Linked DNA regions of Gossypium arboreum: region 2 is linked to region 1. The links are chromatin contacts, called in public Hi-C maps. All regions are on one chromosome and are shown on one strand. The core of a region is the stretch at or near the end of the contact, and the rest is flanking DNA. Distances in the headings are between cores, read along the strand shown. Region 1 holds the start of LOC108455101 (myb family transcription factor PHL7-like). Region 2 has its middle 20 kb from the start of LOC108455100.

Region 1 (5,953 bases), core at 1,367-3,866:
CTTCTTTGTGTTGTTTGTGAGTATGAGTTTTGGGTGAGGTGAGGGTTGCAGTCAGCAGTGCCACAGTGGTATATGAATGATGGAGCTGTGTTGGTATTGGTTCAAAATGATGAGTGGAAGTTGTGGGTTTGTACCTAAAACTCGAGTGGTGATAATAGTAATGGAACATGATTAAAGAAAGGTCACAATACAGGTGACCTTTGAACTTGAAAATCATAGCAAGATTGTAACTCTTTATTTATTTATTTATAATTTTAATAATTTTCTATATGTTTGATATTTTATAATATTTTTACAACTTTTCTATACTTTTAATAACTTTTTATTTTTATGATATTTTTCTAAAGTTTTAATAATTTTATTATTTTATTATATTTTTATAATTTTTTATAATTTTATCATCTTTTATTGATTTAATAATTTTTATAATCTTAAAAATAGCATTCCTCAATTAATCAATAAGTGCCCTCAATATTAAAATATATCAACCTATACAAGTGCTCAAATAAATAAATATTTTCGAAATTTACTAACATGCTAAAATTAATCAATATCTCTTTTAAACAATAGTTAAACTAAATACAATATTATAATAAAGATTAAAATAAGATGAACTGTTGAAAGATGAGCCTTTAAATCCAGCATTTTTAATTCAAGGCATTTAATGCAATCGATCCAATTCTTGAAATATATTTCAGTATGACTTGCAATATTAACAAAGCTCGCCTACTTAAAAATTCGACTAAAATTTCACCCACTTCTCATGTCAACCCATGCCTAGCTACTAACTACAGTGTTCCAGTTAATTAATTAAATTGGCTTGATTTGGTTAGGTTTAATTTAGTTTAATTTGGCATAGAAGCTTGTTAGGCTGCCATGTTTTCCACGTTGCTTGCTTAGCTTCAAACATTTGACCAAACCAGCCCTGTTCACCCATGTTGGGCGTTTAATTACCCAGGTCAACTCTCAATTAAAACTCAATGGATAATGCCATAGTAGCCATTGACATATAGCTACTCATCTTGTTGTCTGTTGTGTCTGCGCCTGCTTGAGCTAGACCCATGAAGAAATTATATCCAAGTAAGAACAAAACAAAATTAAAATCCAGAGAGATGGCTAAAAAGATGATAAATCCTTTTTCTAAATACAATATGAGCAATCCATGCTCTACAAGTCGACACAAAATGACATATATATGTATCAGATCACCCTCTTTTATTACCTAATGAAGCAGCATTTCTATAATGCTACAAAGTTTTATTTAGATATATGGATTGCTTTCATGGTTTAGAAAAATTATAAAAGTTCAGTTCCAATGCTCCGCTTCTTTAATTTAGCAAACCTTGAAAGCAATCATGCAGGTATGTCTACATAATATGATCATATATTATGATATTTTACAAAGTCTCCTGTGGCAATATTCACATAAAGCTAGGCACCAAGGGTGATGAGCAAACTGGGATATTCCAGGGAAAGCTGTTATCATTTGCAGTGTAGGAAAGTCTTTCTCCCCCGTTAAGAAGCATGTTTTGATCATCATATTCATAGCCATCTGCGCTGAATGACGACGGTAATGCATACATTGATGATGATGATGATGATGATGAAGATGACGCTGAGTTATCTTCCACTATTCCAGCCCTTTTTAGAGCTTGAATTCTTTCTCCAGACTCTATTTCGTTTTTGTCGGCCTCGGGATCGGTTTCAAAATCTTTTGAATTGGACTCAGACTCCTCACATAACGAAGGCAATGATATGGGAGACAATGATTTAGTAGCTTTTGTTGGGGTGACTCGGTTTCTATGCTCCCCTGCAATTCTCTCAAAGTATCTCGCCTGTGCTTCAAACTTAATCTTCAAATTCCTTCTAACCTTGAGATATAATTAAGGAAAGTGTTAAACCCCATCGCTGGGCTTATTATACCTTTATTCTTAAGTAAAAGTAAACCAAAGACAAAATCTAAAATCTTATCATGCTTTGGTCTCATATGCATGGATATATGCAAATACCTGGAGTTTATCATCCCCTTGTTTTCTTTGTGCTTCCATATATAATTGCAGAGCTTCATTAAGCTGCGCGCCTCTTTATATGTTTTTCCAGTCATAGCAAAGACACAACAAGCAAGTGAATATATACATACATACATATGTACTGAAAGAATTCCCCAACAAAGAAACGATAACTCACGATGTTGTACCAAAATTAGGCAGTATTTCTGAAATATTTCTCCTCTCAAACTTGCCTTCTGCGGTTAAACAACGTGATAATATTAATCCCAAGTTAGAGAGATATGGAATCGAAGTTATCAAAGGATTCTATCGACGACTTCAATGTTAGTGACAGACTAAGGCTGTTTCAACTTACTAGTATTTGTTTCGGGAACAAACTTTAAAATCCTGAATTTCTGGGGAAAAAAAGAAATCAATAACTCAGATGTTTATATCGTAAACCGATGACAATACATGTTCGTATAACTCTTGGAGAAATATGAGTTAACCTGCAAGTGACTTTTGACATGGTAAATGGTGAGGCCATCAACGCCCATAGCCTTCAGAATTCCCTTTGGCGTTGCCCCTGGCAACCACAATTCCCAAAATCATCACCCACCGTAAAACCAAACAGAGCTGAAAAATAAATAAATAAATAAATTCCCAGCTCTACACTTACTATCTGGACCTCCTAGCTGATTAACAGCTTGTTCGAATCGATCGTGAAGCTCTTGAGTCCATCTGAGGCGTTCTTTGGCTAAGCCATCAGCGCGACTTGGACGACGCATTGTGGAGAGATTGGCTCGATTGTAGCACGAGCAATCTGCTTGTGTGTCCCAGGTTGATTATAGAGAGGAGGGAGTGAGACAAAAACAATTGGGAACCAAAATATATATATTAAGTTAGCGATAAGCACTAAGAATGGATTGATAGGATTAATGGGTGCCTTAAAATGTCATTTAGCTGTCGCAATTCGCAGAGATTTCCCATAATCCAAATTGCTTAATTAATTCAAATTCAAATTAAGAGATTAGGTTCCTTGTTCTAACTCTTTTGCCGATAATCTCCATGTTTCAGTAAGAAAGCAGATTACTTGCTTTACTAGTTTACAATAACATGAAGATTGAAGACCCCCCTCCCTTTCCACTCGGTTCAACACTGGATTGGCCACTCTATGACCTACCACAACTAAAGTGCTCTTAAAATTAAAACTGGACTTTGTTTTGGGCTTCAACTACATCATCAAGAAAAGATAATTCTGTTTTTGCTTTATTTGCAGAAGCATCCAGTTAAATTTCATCATTACAGTACTAAACAAATGAATGCTGCTACACTAGTGTTTGTCAGCCATGGAAATGCTTTCAGACCTCATCCCCAAATCGTAACTCTCATTCCCAAGCTACACAGTGTAAAGCAAGGAAAAAGAAAATTATTCTTTATCTGCAGGGAATATTAGCCTGTGTTCATCCCAAACTGTGCATTAATCACACTAAAAGTCAGGCAAAAGTGTGTGATTGAAACTCCCAAGCTCGAACAATAGCAAATTTTAATTTATCGACCTTTATGTATGCAGGCATCAGATTTGATCCCACTATCCATGCTTGGTAATAGGTCCTTTCAGTACTCACATTGATAATCTTGCATAGTCTGCCATCTGGGACTGGCTTTCAACTACATCATTCCCATTCATTAAACATGATCCTTGGACACATAAAGCAAAAAAACAGAATCAACCACCATGCTCTGCAATGTCAACCTTGTTTGGCTCATGTTCCTTCCCACCTTTCATTCGGATTTTGTTCATATACTTGATATTTGTACCTTTTAATATTATTAGGGCTTATTAAAATTTTAAAATAATGATGTTTGATTTTTTATTATAAAAAGGCTTTTAATCATTCATTTGACATGTAAATTTATTGTTGATTAAATATAATTGATTAGATTTTTACATACTACTAATTGTATGATCAAATTACAATAAACGAAAATTTTACCTCTTCACTTTAATGATAATAATTATTGGTAATTTGGTATTATTAATTTCGACCAACTAATAACATTATAAAAATAAGTTTTTAAAAAAATCAAATTAAATCTCAAATTTATTGTAATAGTGGGACAAAATCGGAATTCAACCGTCCAAGCAACAAAGGCTTGAAAGATAACGTGGTGGGCTCCTCCAACAGGCAAACAAAGATAACAAGTGAACACAACCAAAGACGATTGCTTTCAGGATAAGGAAAAAAAATGGCAATTCAACTGAACCACTTCCAGTCATCGTTGCTGAAGCAAGAGAAGCAACCTAAGCCGCTATTCTTCACTTCCTCTAAAACCAAAAACTTTGGTGTCAATACTGCAGCATCAAGCAGTGGGCAGCAGCTAATACAGTCGGGTGAGGTGAAGCCTATACTGCCTAAGGACGCAGCCACGGCCCTGAATTCCGAGGGTTTCAAGTTACTCGACATTAGACCGCAGTGGGAACGAGAAAAGGCATATGTTAAAGGGTCACTTCATGTGCCACTCTTCGTTAAGGACATGGACAATAGCCCCATTACTCTTTTGAAGAAATGGGTGCATTTTGGCTACATTGGCTTGTGGACTGGTCAAAACTTTACTATGATCAATCCTAATTTCGTCCAAGAGGTAGAGGCTACTCTTCCTGACAAGGACGCTAAGCTGCTTGTAGCTTGTGGCGAAGGCCTTAGGTAAAAACTTCTTAGCCAACTTTTTTCCCCTTTTTTCTTTGTTTCATTTTTTAGTGATGATATTGCTATCCTTAGGTCCATGATGGCAACTTCCAAGCTATATGAGGGAGGATATAAGAACTTGGGGTGGCTGGCTGGAGGATTTAATCGAGCTGCAGATAGTGATTTCCCAGAGATTGAAGGGCCTGAAAAGTTGCAGTACGCTACAATTGGGGGTGTGTCTTATTACTTCCTCCAATTGCTCCTCCTCTTGCAAGCTGTCGGCAAAGAGTAATTGATTAGCTAGTCTAGAGTCATTTCTGGGCGAGATTTTGCTAACGCTGACTCGGTCCCAGTCTTGCTAACCAGCAATCTAGCTGGGACTGTACATGATTCGGTTTTTATTGCCATAATGGTTTATTTTAGCTTCCAATTTTTTTAAAAAAATTTTCGCGTTAATTTATTTTGTTTCATTTTTTAGTTTTTATATTTGTGTTTTTTTGTTAAATATCTAAAGTGAATGAAAAATTAACATTTTTAATTTTGCTAATATAATATATACGTGGCTAATATGTTTAACATTTAATTATTTTATTTTAATTTTAAAATTCAAAAAATATTTTTAAAATTAAAAATAAATTAAAATATTAAAATATAAAAATTAAAATAAATATTATCATATTTTTAAAATCTTTAATTTTTAATTATATATTAACATGTCATCCATGTGACAATCCACATGTATGACACGTCAACAAAATTAACAACTATCCACATATATGACACATCAGTAAAATTAACAACTGTTAACTTTTCCATCTATTTTTGGATAATTTAACAAAAATATAAGTTCAGAGAAACCACTCCTCTGTTCCCTTTTTATTTGATATGTCAGCTTCAGAGTTTTGAGCTCTTTTCATTGAATCCATATATGCCGTTTATTGGCAACGATCTTAATAGAGCAGGAAACCACTCCTTTGTTCGCTGAAAAAGCAAAGGCAATGACTGCAAAAATCTGCAGTGCATCACCACCTAATTTGGGTTTTGTATTAGTCTCGTTTCTGTCGGAACACAATTGTCCCGTCATGGAGGTAAAATATGTAAATTTACTTTCAATTTATGAAAACGAAAGCGACTTCACTAGGCACAGTTGGAAACAAGTGTATGACCAGTGCTGTGCGCTGCTAGTCTTATATGCTGGACAACATAAAAGAACTGTTCACTATTTTCTTTATCAGGTTTTTCCCAGAGGTTAATAGTAACAAAGAGAACAATTCA
Region 2 (5,953 bases), core at 1,825-4,324, 49 kb before region 1:
TAGGGATTTTAATTTTTGATTTTGGGGTCAAATGTGAGAAGTAAAAGTTTAGGGGGAAAATAAAATGATTTGGGGGGTTGAGGGAGTAAAATTTTGGAGGGAAATATTCAAAAAAGTTTTTTTTTTTTTGGGGGAATGGGTTTGGGTTTGGGTTTGGGTTTGGGTAGAAGGAGGGTGGGAGGAAGGGAATAAAAGTTTTGAGGAGAAAGTGGGAGGAAGTAAAAGTTTTGGGAAAAAGTAAAGAAGTATGGTAAAAATGTAAAATATTATAGTTTAATATTCAGTTTATTAAAATTATTCGAATTTGAAAATTAAACTTTATTCGAACTCAAAATTCAACAAACAAATTCGAGTTGACTCAAATAATTTGATTAATTTGAATAACTCGATTCATTTAACTCGAAGTTTGAATTTTTTTCAATTTTTTCAAGTTGAATCGAATTTTGCTCATCCCTATTGACAATAATGCCTATGCCAATCAGATTAAAACTCAATTGACATTTAATTTGAATATTTTAATTACTACTATATTCAAATACTAATTTTGAGTATTTATTATTCAAATGCATTTAATTTTAGTAAATAATGAATCCACATAATTATTTTTGGAATATATTTTATTTTTACAAATAGTAAATTCGAGTTCAAATTGAGATGATTTGGGTTTAAGTTTCCTTGTTCCTTTTATTAATAATATCATTTTCTTACAAAAGATTAAAATAGTAAAATAACCCTTCAACTAGGGGTGAAGCTAATTTTTTTTTTTTTGGTTGAGATTGAATTATATATTTTATAAGAGTTAAAATGTAATTTTATTATTATATTATATTGATAGGGATGATAGGGGTCAAATATCTACAAATTATGGATTATCTAAATCTGTAAATTATCCAAATTAAAAATCAATGTTAGCTGAATATCCAAATCTGCATTGGTTACAAAATATATAGAACTTTACTTCCTATAAGATTTTGACACATGACCGTTGATGGTTAAAGCATACAAAGTTAATTCTCAATTTTGGTTAAAATTTACACAACCTAATAAATAACGTATAAATATCAATAAAATAATTTTAAAATTTTAAAATAATAATTAATAATAAATTTAAATATATTTTAAAAAAGTTATAAAAAAATATATCTCATTTATCATTTTATTCTCTTAAATCTTATTATTTTGTGTTCATAAACTTAATTGAACAATAACATGGAGTCATCAAAATTTATAAATTTGCAATTATCCCTTTTATTTTTAAACAAAAAAATATTTGTATAATTAAAATAAATATTATGATATGAATTTATTTTAAAATATGATATAATTATATTTAGTACATATTATATTATATAAAATAGTATACTTACACATTTAAGAACATATAGTATATTAATTGTTATATAATTAAATTATGAATGCAGAATAATTATTATAATATTATGATAGTACAATGTGCTTTCTTCTATTAATGATATGCATCCGAAATCTTAAATATGTAATTAATTGTATATTGGTTAGACTTCTTTGTTACATCAACTAGACCCACTCCCATGGAAAAGATTTTTTTTTTAACCGGCCAATACTAATTTCAAATAAATCATTTTCCACATTTGTTTCTCTCTTTTTTTTACCTTCTTTGTTAGTGAATGAGATCCTCGAGAAAGCCCTTTGGTCAATCCAATAGAATTTGGCATATAACGATGTTATTTCGAGTTAACATGCCAAATGGAATTTGATATGTAATCCTATATACAATTATGTTATAATATGTATAACTAATATATGTTAATTATATAATACTAATTGTATCTATTATAATATACCATAAAATTAGTTACATGTTTAACATTTAGGTTGCACATCATTATAGAAGAATGCACATTGTAATATCACAATGTTTTAATTATTATACATTCACAACATAATTATATAACAATTGATATATTATATGTCATTAAAAGTGTATGGATACTATTTTTATAATATAATATGTACTAATGATAATTATGTCACGTTACAAAATAAATTCATATAACCCATGTTTAAAGGGTTCGATATTTGTCTTGGGTATGAAGCAATTTTAAAACTCATGACCAACGTTTAACCTCTTAATGGGCCTATAAAACGCACAGAGGATTAGTCATTAGGTTCGCTCTAATGAATGCCTTGAGAAACAAAAACAAAAATCACATTATAATATTTATTTTAATTATATGAATATTAGTTAACTTTTCGTTTAAAATGATTTAACTAATTGAGTTGATCAAATAATAAAAGGGATAATTACAAATCTAGAAATTCGATAATTTAATCTCATTTTCTATTAGGTTTAGGAATACAAAAAATAAGATTTAATAGAAGTTACAAAAAATTAAGAGAATAAGATGTTAAATAAAATATATTTTTCGATAACTTTTAAACATTTTTAGATTTATTATATTAATAATTAAAATATTTAATTTCAGAAAATATTTTTATTGATATTTGTATTTCTGAGTTGTGTAAATTTTAATAAAAGATGAAAATTAGATTTGATAATTAAGGTATAGTTTTATTTATTTTCAAATATTGTGATGTGTTCGAACCAGTTAGAAAACAAAATTTTAAATATTTTGTAATAAACAATGCGAGTCGGGTTATCCATCGATATCCGAGTATGCAATTCGAATTGTCATCCCTATGTATTGACATTTATCTTTATAGTTTGACCTTATTTGAGTCTAAATTATAATTTCACCATTTATTTACTTAAAAATATATGAAACTTTAAATACTAAAAGCATAATTTTCCATTTTAAGGGCCAGGCACCATCCTGCCAGCCCCTCTTCAACCTTCTAATTTTATAATTCTATTCCGAGTTCACCTTTAATACGAGCTTAAGCATTAAGAAGCCCATGCCTTCCATGAGTTGTTGTGAATGTTAATGGCTTCGGCATGTGAAAATTATCGGTGAATTAGTAGATATAAAGATGATGCTTCTGAAATCACAAGAAGGCAACAACATGAAACCAGATTCTCCTTTCCATCTTTATGTATGGATAACTGAATCCGGATAAGCCATCAAGGCCGACTGCTTTCACCATTGCCATGTTGGCCGAGCTCTAACGGGCGATGAGTGGTTAAAAAATTAATGGCCAAATGAAATCTTCTAATTTATTGTGTGCTATCTATTTAGTACTGGAAGGGTTTGACAATTGCGAGAGGAGATAGCAGAATGATATGTGCAGCTTAGTAAGTTCTCATTCCATGCTGCGACGTGATTGTTTAGCTGCTTCCATGTCGTTGTTAGGCGCAGAAAAGCGGTTGGGTGTCACAAGTCTTTATCATTCAATTGAAACCCACATCGAAAAAGCCAAAATTCTTTCCTTGATTAAAATGTTTAGGCACGCGGGTGGTTTGCATCAGTTTCTGCATGAAACCAGCCCCAATAATACATATCTACATCCTTATTTTGTCTTTATATATCGGTAAGTCAAATATTGAGGTTTTTATTTTCAAAATTTACACACATATATATATATAAAATATTCACTACAACTGTTCATAAGTCGGGTAAGATCGGGTTTACACCATACTTAAGTATACATTAACATATTTTATATTTATCTAAGTCTGGTTTTACTCAAAATATAAGTCTAAAATTTTACTAAATATATCTATATTTACAATATATTAACATAAGCCTATTTTAGGTTTACCTATATTATTTTAATTTAATATTTTTATTTATTGAAATTTTTATATAATCGTATTAACCTTATTTTAATATTTACATCGAGTAGTATTATATATTTAATATGAATTTATTTTTATGTATTATAAATTACATAATATAATATAAAATATTATAAACATAAAACGAGTTTAGCTAGGCTTGGGCTTGAACCTAACCTATATTTTAAATAAGTCTAATATTTTACCCAAACTAATTTTTAAGTCTAATTTCTTTTAAAACCCTTTTAAATTTCGAATAAAGCTTTGAATGGGAAAAGCATATTAACAACTGTAATTGAAAGAGTTATTCTTATTCTTGATTCCAATCAATTTGACAGGCTAGTAACTTTAGAGGTATAACATATGCCAATGTTTAATAAGTCAATCATAGAAATTAGGAAAAGGTCTCGTAGAGTTTATTGGGCTTCTGTTAAAATTCATGGGATTTTTACTAAAATAATATGAAAAAAAAAACCAAAATGGGATGTCTTTAACATTATATACGAAAATGGGTCATTGCAAGTGATGGAGGGTGGTGCATAGGCGGCACCACCCTCAAATTCAAATATAACTAACAGTTTTGCAGGTAAAAAAAAAAGAATAGGATGAAAAAATAATAATAAAATAAGGGTGAAGGGTACCCCACAGGCGGCACCAGTGGAGGGTACTTACAGCAGCACTGCCGGTGGTGCCCTTCTCACAGCCTTGACCCCCTTTAGTATATATTCACCCTTCCCCTCCATTTGACTACCAGATTGGAAAAAAAAATTTACAGAAGAAGAAGATAGAAAGAAAGAAAGTAGAAGAAAAAAAAGAAAAAGTAATTTATTTGTTGTTATTTTTAAATAAAATAGATTATGATAAGAAAAATTTATTTTGTTAGTATTATATAGTTTGTTTAGTGTTACTTTTATGTTTTGTTTTAAAATTTATTTTGTTTATTGTGAAATGTTAATAAGTTTTGTGTTTAGCATTAATTATGTGTTTATTATGAATTTTATGTTTTAAATTTTTAAATATATTTGAAAGTTTTATGTTAGTAAAACTATTATAAAGTAATTGTTAATTAGTGATAACAACTAAAAATATTTTTGTTATACATATTGTTAGAAATGGCAACATATTTGGTATTGCTCGATGAGATAATAAGTTTATACGAACTTTGGAAGGCATCGATTACCACGAACCTATTGGAATCTAGTTATAAACTTGAAGTTTATAATATCTTAATGGAGCAAGGAAAATAGCGAGACAAAGTATAGGTTCACAAAAGTTAATTGGGAAGCAAAATGTGTTTGACAAACCATGGATGGATAAATTAGTTGTTAGGAAATTACCAAGAGAACTTATATATTCAATACCAATTATAAAGATTGAAGAGGCAGAAGATCCCGAGGAATTTCCAAATTGGATTGTAGAAGATGAATATGAGGAGAATCAAGAATTTCTAAATTGGATTGTAGAGAATTTCCCAGATGAAGATACGGGATCGGAGATGGAAGAAAATGTAGAACTCAATATAAGTGGTTAAATGTAAAAATAAATGTTGTTCATGTACAAAATTAGAACTGAAAAAGTATGGGCTTATGAATGAAAAAAATTGCATATTGATTAATTAATTTTATATTTAAGTAATTTATTTATTGTTCGAAATTATTTTGAGAAATTTTGTTTTTTTTTTAACAGATTGAGTATTGAAGATGGATAATCAGTTTTTCGTATGCGTTTATTTTGATGGAATCATCTTAATAACAACCGTTGGATGCATATTTGAATGTCGGCAACAAATAGCAATGAGATTTAATAGAAATGTCTCATTGGATGATATGAAGGGAAGAATTAACGCAAAAATTGTTAGACGTTGTGGGAGAAGGATCTCAAAACTTTTCAACAAGTTTTCAGTTTCAACAGATCCTATCAAATTCACCGAAATGGAACTTGTAGATGACGAAGACGTGAAGACAATGATAGCTCTTTACTGTGAGAATGGGAGTGACAAAAATTTACCGATTCACTTATTTGTTGAGTTAGCCGGTATGGAGCAGAATGAAGATCTCACTGCATATGGTGAAGAACATGCAACTGAAGAACCGTGCGTGGTGGCTCCAATATCGTACGTTGATAGTGAATCGACTATACGTGGGATCGATATCGATCTTAATGTTACACCCGATATTGACGTGGTTGGTGATGATGGATACGATAATAGTGATCATTGTGAGGAAGAGGTCGATAGTG

What was found. A called contact is a pair of places that touch in the nucleus more often than the background predicts.
Region 2: a contact with region 1 is called in a Hi-C map of leaf, with 4 times the contacts expected there. The contact joins the enhancer-like site here to the promoter of LOC108455101 in region 1. A contact is called at or near these places in 2 of 5 Hi-C or Micro-C datasets (both in leaf).

Annotation. Positions count from the first base shown.
Region 1 is chr9:80,873,558-80,879,510 of ASM2569848v2, reverse strand. LOC108455101 (myb family transcription factor PHL7-like) reads right to left here and starts at 2,616. Exons shown (of 5, transcript XM_017753711.2): 1 at 2,498-2,616; 2 at 2,365-2,404; 3 at 2,188-2,245; 4 at 2,010-2,082; 5 at 1,252-1,871. The coding sequence starts at 2,545. The coding sequence ends at 1,422. LOC108456038 (rhodanese-like domain-containing protein 10) reads left to right here and starts at 4,161. Exons shown (of 2, transcript XM_017754631.2): 1 at 4,161-4,696; 2 at 4,772-5,254. The coding sequence starts at 4,239. The coding sequence ends at 4,970.
Region 2 is chr9:80,923,107-80,929,059 of ASM2569848v2, reverse strand. No RefSeq gene overlaps it. Among protein-coding and RNA genes, the nearest start is that of LOC108455100, 20 kb to the right of the region's middle. Within about 2 kb of position 3,074, at least 2 of the 2 cell types and tissues checked have an H3K27ac peak or open chromatin away from gene starts, as enhancers often do. A contact at or near this core is called in leaf, where this site is marked.